Regions from separate parts of the Mus musculus genome. Here region 1 is linked to region 2. A link is a contact called in public promoter capture Hi-C data. All regions are on one chromosome and are shown on one strand. The core of a region is the stretch at or near the end of the contact, and the rest is flanking DNA. Distances in the headings are between cores, read along the strand shown.

The links. Capture Hi-C pulls out chosen DNA fragments and counts their contacts.
Region 1: a promoter capture Hi-C map of adipose tissue shows a contact between it and region 2. The contact joins the promoter of Ang here to the promoter of Rnase10 in region 2. A contact is called at or near these places in 8 of 39 promoter capture datasets (the 3T3-L1 cell line, 3T3-L1-derived adipocytes, embryonic stem cells and 3 more), 4 of 484 Hi-C or Micro-C datasets (LSK cells, liver and uterus), 9 of 115 datasets of contacts at active chromatin or transcription factors (the 230-238 cell line, effector CD8 T cells, embryonic stem cells and 4 more) and 3 of 9 other capture datasets (adipose tissue, liver and macrophages).

The regions. Positions count from the first base shown.
Region 1 is chr14:51,094,616-51,097,315 of GRCm38.p6, reverse strand. Ang (angiogenin, ribonuclease, RNase A family, 5) reads right to left here and starts at 1,316. Exons shown (of 2, transcript NM_007447.3): 1 at 843-1,316. It overlaps Rnase4 (ribonuclease, RNase A family 4), which reads right to left and starts at 1,316. Exons shown (of 2, transcript NM_201239.3): 1 at 843-1,316.
Region 2 is chr14:51,006,661-51,009,360 of GRCm38.p6, reverse strand. It overlaps Rnase10 (ribonuclease, RNase A family, 10 (non-active)), which reads right to left and starts at 1,432. Exons shown (of 2, transcript NM_029145.3): 1 at 1,289-1,432; 2 at 1-88. The coding sequence starts at 1,394.

The DNA.
Region 1 (2,700 bases), core at 67-2,566, 88 kb before region 2:
AACTACCTGCAGCTGGGGTGGCAATGTGATAAACACCCTTCTCCTAGGTATACTCTCCCTACTTTGTGTATCTTCATAACAGTCCAACTGGACTAGAACACCCTGTGCCTGGTCTTCCTCCTGTCTTTCCTCCTTTCTCCCCTCAACCTAGCATCTTTTGATCTTGGTTCATGTTCCTCTTTGTTTTTAAGGAGCGTCCATAACTTTTTCTTTTTTCTTCCTTCTTTTTTTTTTTTAGGAAAGAATTGAGTAGGAAATACTGCTGAAAGTACTTCCTGATTCCGGGTTTTCCTTTTTTTTTTTTTTTTTTTTTTTTCTTTTCTTTTCTTTCCTTTTTCTTTTTGGAGACAGGCTTTCTCTGGGTAGCCCTGGCTGTCCTGGAACTCACTTTATAGACCAGACTGGCCTTGAACTCAGAGATCTGCCTGCCTCTACCACCCCAGTGCTGAAATTAAAGGTGTGGACCACCACCACCAGACTCGGGGTTTTCCTTATTATTCCTGCCAAGCCAAGCTTGTTATGGAGGAAACACGACAGATCACATGCCCTTCTGCAAATGGCTTCCTAAGCCTTTGGGGGCTTTTAATCACAATTGAAGAAACCCTCCTATATCTCCATCTCCTTGATCGAAATCCCATTAATTGCTTCCCAGATACAAACCACACCAAATAATCCTGTTTTCATTTTAAATTTTAACTCTTACTCGTTTTCTTTTTAATGTGCAAGTTTGAGTCCAGAAAGCGTAAGGGGTGTTAGTCAGTTTCACTAAAATAGATGAACTGCTAGAAAGAGCACAGAGGAAAAGAAGCAGAGAGTTGAACACCCACAAGGAAGAATCTTACCAAAGCTGGCCAGCTTTCCTCCGACTGGGAATGTGTCCAGCTGCGTGCTCCTGGAGACAGGGTCCTGCGGTGTGAAGCTAGAGGCTCCTCACAGGCTGGTAATATACAGTGCTCATGTGACGGGGTGGGGAGAACCTATCTAAGGATCTTTACTTTGGCAGCGACTTGTAAACCAAGGCCACTAATCATGGGCAAACAAGGAGTCATTCACCTTTCCCCTGAGCATGCCTGGGTCAAATATTAACCACCTGGTGGACCACACATCTCTTTCAGCAATGATAATGTTTGCTAAGCACGGCCTTTTGTTCCTAAGCTGCCTCTTTCCTTATGTGTATGGTCCTTATCCTTGCTCAGGGTAGGACTGAAGTTTCACTGTGCATATGCCATAGATCCAAAAACATATTATCCCTGACGTTCAGGCCAACTTCAGGAACTACTTTGAAAGAAGTCTAAAGGAAGGAGTGAGGCAACTGTGCCCCCACCTCTCCAACCCCCAGAAATACACACAGCACTTCCTGGGCTCCTCCTCCCTCTGTCCATCCTCTGGAGAAAAAAGAATATATATTTATGGCTACTCAGCTTCCTGTTCTTTAAAGCACAGTTGCAAAACCAGCTGTCTACATCTAAGCATTATGGGAACCAAGTACAGAAGAAATTATGCATGTCTGCTCTGCTTATGAGGTAACTCTAAGATCGAAGAGTAGACAAGCCACGGGGTCAGACTTCTAAAACCCAGAAAGTACACAGTGAGGTAGTGAAGAAATCTACTAGAATTGTTCTAACAGATTCATCTTCAAGGCTGGACAGATCGCTCAGTGGTTGCAGGCACTTACTCAGGTTCAGTTCTCAGACCCACATGGCAGTTCCCAACCATATGTAGTGATGCCTTCATCTGGTCTCCCTGGGCATTGCATATGTGTGGTACACAGACATACATGCAGATAAATAAATACATACAATTTTAAAAGTTGCCATACATTTATCTTGTATATAGGGCAAAGTTGCAATATTTTAGCTCCTTGTCAATTTCTAGATTTTGCTCCATCATTGTGTAGATATTTATGTGTGATTTAAGCTGTACTAATTTCTAAAAGCAAAAATAGGGATGGGAGACCTACAGGTTGTCAGCGGAGTAGAGGTGGAGGCAGGGGCAAAGCATCTCTCACTGTGTGGAAGCGTGCTGGGGATGTCTGAGGTGAGTCTGGGCACAAAAAAAAAAAAAAAAAAAAAAAAACGAGAGCATCAGCTGACTCGCCGTAGCAGGAGGAAGAATTCAGCACTCCAGCATCTTCAGACTCCCTCAGCAAGGCTGGTCCTCTGTGTGGCAGGAACAGGGAACCCTCAGAAAGCAGCAAAAATGCAAGCAGGCAGCTTTGGGGCGCTGACTTGCAGACATGTTCACACCCGGACTTGGGAACACTTGGGGAAGACTGCACTGGTATAAAGGACCCACAGTACGGTCGGGATGGATCTGGATTCACTTCCGTTGGTGTAACTGAAGAAATGGGCTGCCAACATTCCTTTAAGTTAGTTAATCTCAGTGTCTCTCCATTGGGTGGATCCTTTCCAGAGAAGAATTTTTACTTACTCATTTCTATATTCTCAGTGACTGACACATAAGTCCTCATCAACTGATCTAGAGCCTCTAACCACGAAAAACATTCTGGGCTTCTCTTTAAAGGTTCAGAGATGCAAGATTTGGTAGCAGTTATTAAATAAACTTGATTGCTAAGCCGAGCAATCTCTGGCTGTGGGAGCTGGAAGATGCTTCCCCTGGGGTCTGATGAGGTCATTGGAGGTGTTGCAATGAACCTGGGAGTGTTCTACACTTGCCTGCAAAAAGTTCTGAAATCAGTTA
Region 2 (2,700 bases), core at 183-2,682:
TGAAGGCCCAGGCCCAGCCCCAGCCCTAGGCCTAGCAACAGCAGCAACATCATGAACAACAGATGCACCAGTGTCACCTTCATTTTGCCTGAAGAAGAAGAGGAAAATGAAGGCGTGATGTAGAGATAAACTCTGGCCCCTGCCATGGTTGGCCAACGCCAGCAAAATAGACCTTGAGTACTCCACTGAATTCTCCCCGTTACTCCACCTACCTAAGGAAATGAATCTCTTTCTTGAACACTTCTTCTGCCCCTTCTCCTCACATTCCCCATTCCTGTGTGGGTCTTGAGGATTGGAAAGTGGCTAACAGAAGTGACTGTAAGCTGGTCCTTGTCTGAGTAATCAGTGAGGAAACTTGATGCCACTCCATCCTCTCTAGCCCCCGCCCACCGATTCTTAAACAGAAATTATTCTCGAATCACCAAAGAGAGTAGCTAAGCCAAATGAGTACAGAGAAATTCTTAGAGACAACCTTGCTCTAGGAAGCATTGTGTCCATTTTTATCCCAGATTTATTTTGCTTGTTATTATTACCCTTTTCCCAAAAAGGAATAAAAATGAACTGAAAGAGAAATGGGTTCGTTCTCACTCCTAAAGTAAAGCTGCAGAAATGTGCAGTCAGCCCAGGCCTCTGCTACATCTTGTCATTTGTATTTCTATTTGTGGTTAGGGAAGAAATGCAGTACGGCTTTCTCAGGCTCCAGCTATTTTGGCAGCCGCTCTTGGTTGGGGGCCATCCCAGAACTAAGGCAGGAAGATGTAGCTGAAAGGAAGTTACAGTCTTTGCAGTCAACAGCTCTGGGCTCCAAATTGTTAAACTTGTTATGAAACGTGGAAAGTGCATGCTGTGTGTGAGCAGACTCTGAAGCCGAGGACTCGGGGAAGGGCACGGTTGGCCTTCTTGCTCAACAGTCACCCAGCGCTGAGGAAATCTCACATAGAATTTATCTTGGCCAAAAACTAGCATCCATCATTACAGTGGCAATAACATTACATTGGCACAGCATGTGGAAAATACTGCAGAGTGTGCACACTGGCTGTCATTGACTCAAGTGACTCTGACGTTGTTAGAAGCTTGCCAGAGCAGACTGGTGAGATAAACCAGGAAAGATTTCCTTTAGTAAAAACTTGCCAGAGCTTGTTTTTGTTTTAAAGAAGAGGAGAGAAAGAAATTTCAAGAGAATGAAACTGAATGGGCTGTGGATGTGGCTCAGCTGCTAGAGATCTTGCCTAGAATACATGAGGCCCCGGCTTTGCTCTCTGAGGTACCCGACCCTGACGTGGCTTACCTACACTTGTAAGCAGCTTTAGATAGTCTTGGCTCTTCCTATGTCCCCAGTTCTGCTCTCCTAGAGCGTCCTTCTCTGTGAGCTGTACCCAGAAACTGCTCTCCATACAAGTAGCTATCTCCTTGTGTGCTGAGGGCTTTTAAACACAGCCGGATCTCCTGAACCCATGCCTCTCCCCTTCTTTCCTTCCCAGCACAGAATGGACACACTCAGCTAATGTGTCTTTCTGCTCCCACAAACACTTTGAAGTAAAGAAATTTAAGCAAACGACAGGAAGTATCCTCTACCTGGAAGAACTGCAGACAGTTGTATTCCATCAACTGTTCTACTCTGAGTTCCGCCCACTGACCTGTGGTTTAGAACAGTCTCACCTTGTGCCTGAGTCCCAAGCCTGATTGTCTTGTTTTCTACACATACTGCCTTCAGCCCTTTCCCATCACTTCTGGAATGGTAGTATCTGGCGTCTTGTTTTTATTTTTGTTTGCGGCACCTTTCCAATACTGCTTTTCACATTTTTGCAAGGGTAGCATGACTTCATTTGATTATTTGCAGTGGGGAAAAAAAAATCCAGATTTTGTAAATGTAGTTATTTGGCTCTTGAAAAGGAACATGAAAGCAGAACAACTCATCAATCAGCTCCTACATGTGGTGAACTAAACCAGTGAGGTCACCGTGTCCAATAGATGTTCCTTTCTCCAGCTGAAGGCTGAGCATCTGGGACTGATAAGGCACGGCACAGATCATCTCCAGATGATGACGATGATCATCTCCCGAGACGCATGCTTTCTGTAGTCATTATGCAGGAGACCCAAGTGGTGAGCTCAGAGTTCTGCTGTCTACAGGCTTTGGGGGGGGGGGGAGGTTGTTTTTGTTTTTCCTTTTGTTTGTTTGGTTTTTGGCCTTTTGAGCTACAGTTCATTCTCAAATGGTCAACAAAAGTGTAAGTAGAGACTAAAACCTCACCTTGCTCCCTGCTAAACTAACTGCATTAAGACTGGCACAAAGTCTTCTTCAGGTAAAGGAAAAGGCCTTCTTTGTAAATCACATGAAGGAGCTGCTGCGGTCTGAGGATTCAGATAGATGGTTTTACATTTTAGTTCACTTGCACAGTAGTGACCTCATGTGGCCTTCCGGACTTCTTTACCAGAGGAGGTTAGAATTATTCCCCCAGTTTTATAATAAACTTGAAGCCTTGAGATGTTCAGCGATTAGCAGAATACGGAGGGCGGGGGATGGGTTCCTGCTTTGCCAGCTGCCACCCATTGCTCCTTGTCTTTGTGAACAAAATCTCCAGAAAGAAGCTATGGCTGCAGAGACTGACTGGTTAGAAGTATAGTACTGTGGAGAGACTTACCTTATTACTTTATCTTGGACTAGTTCTAGCCTTCCAGAACTGCCATTTCTTGCCTGTA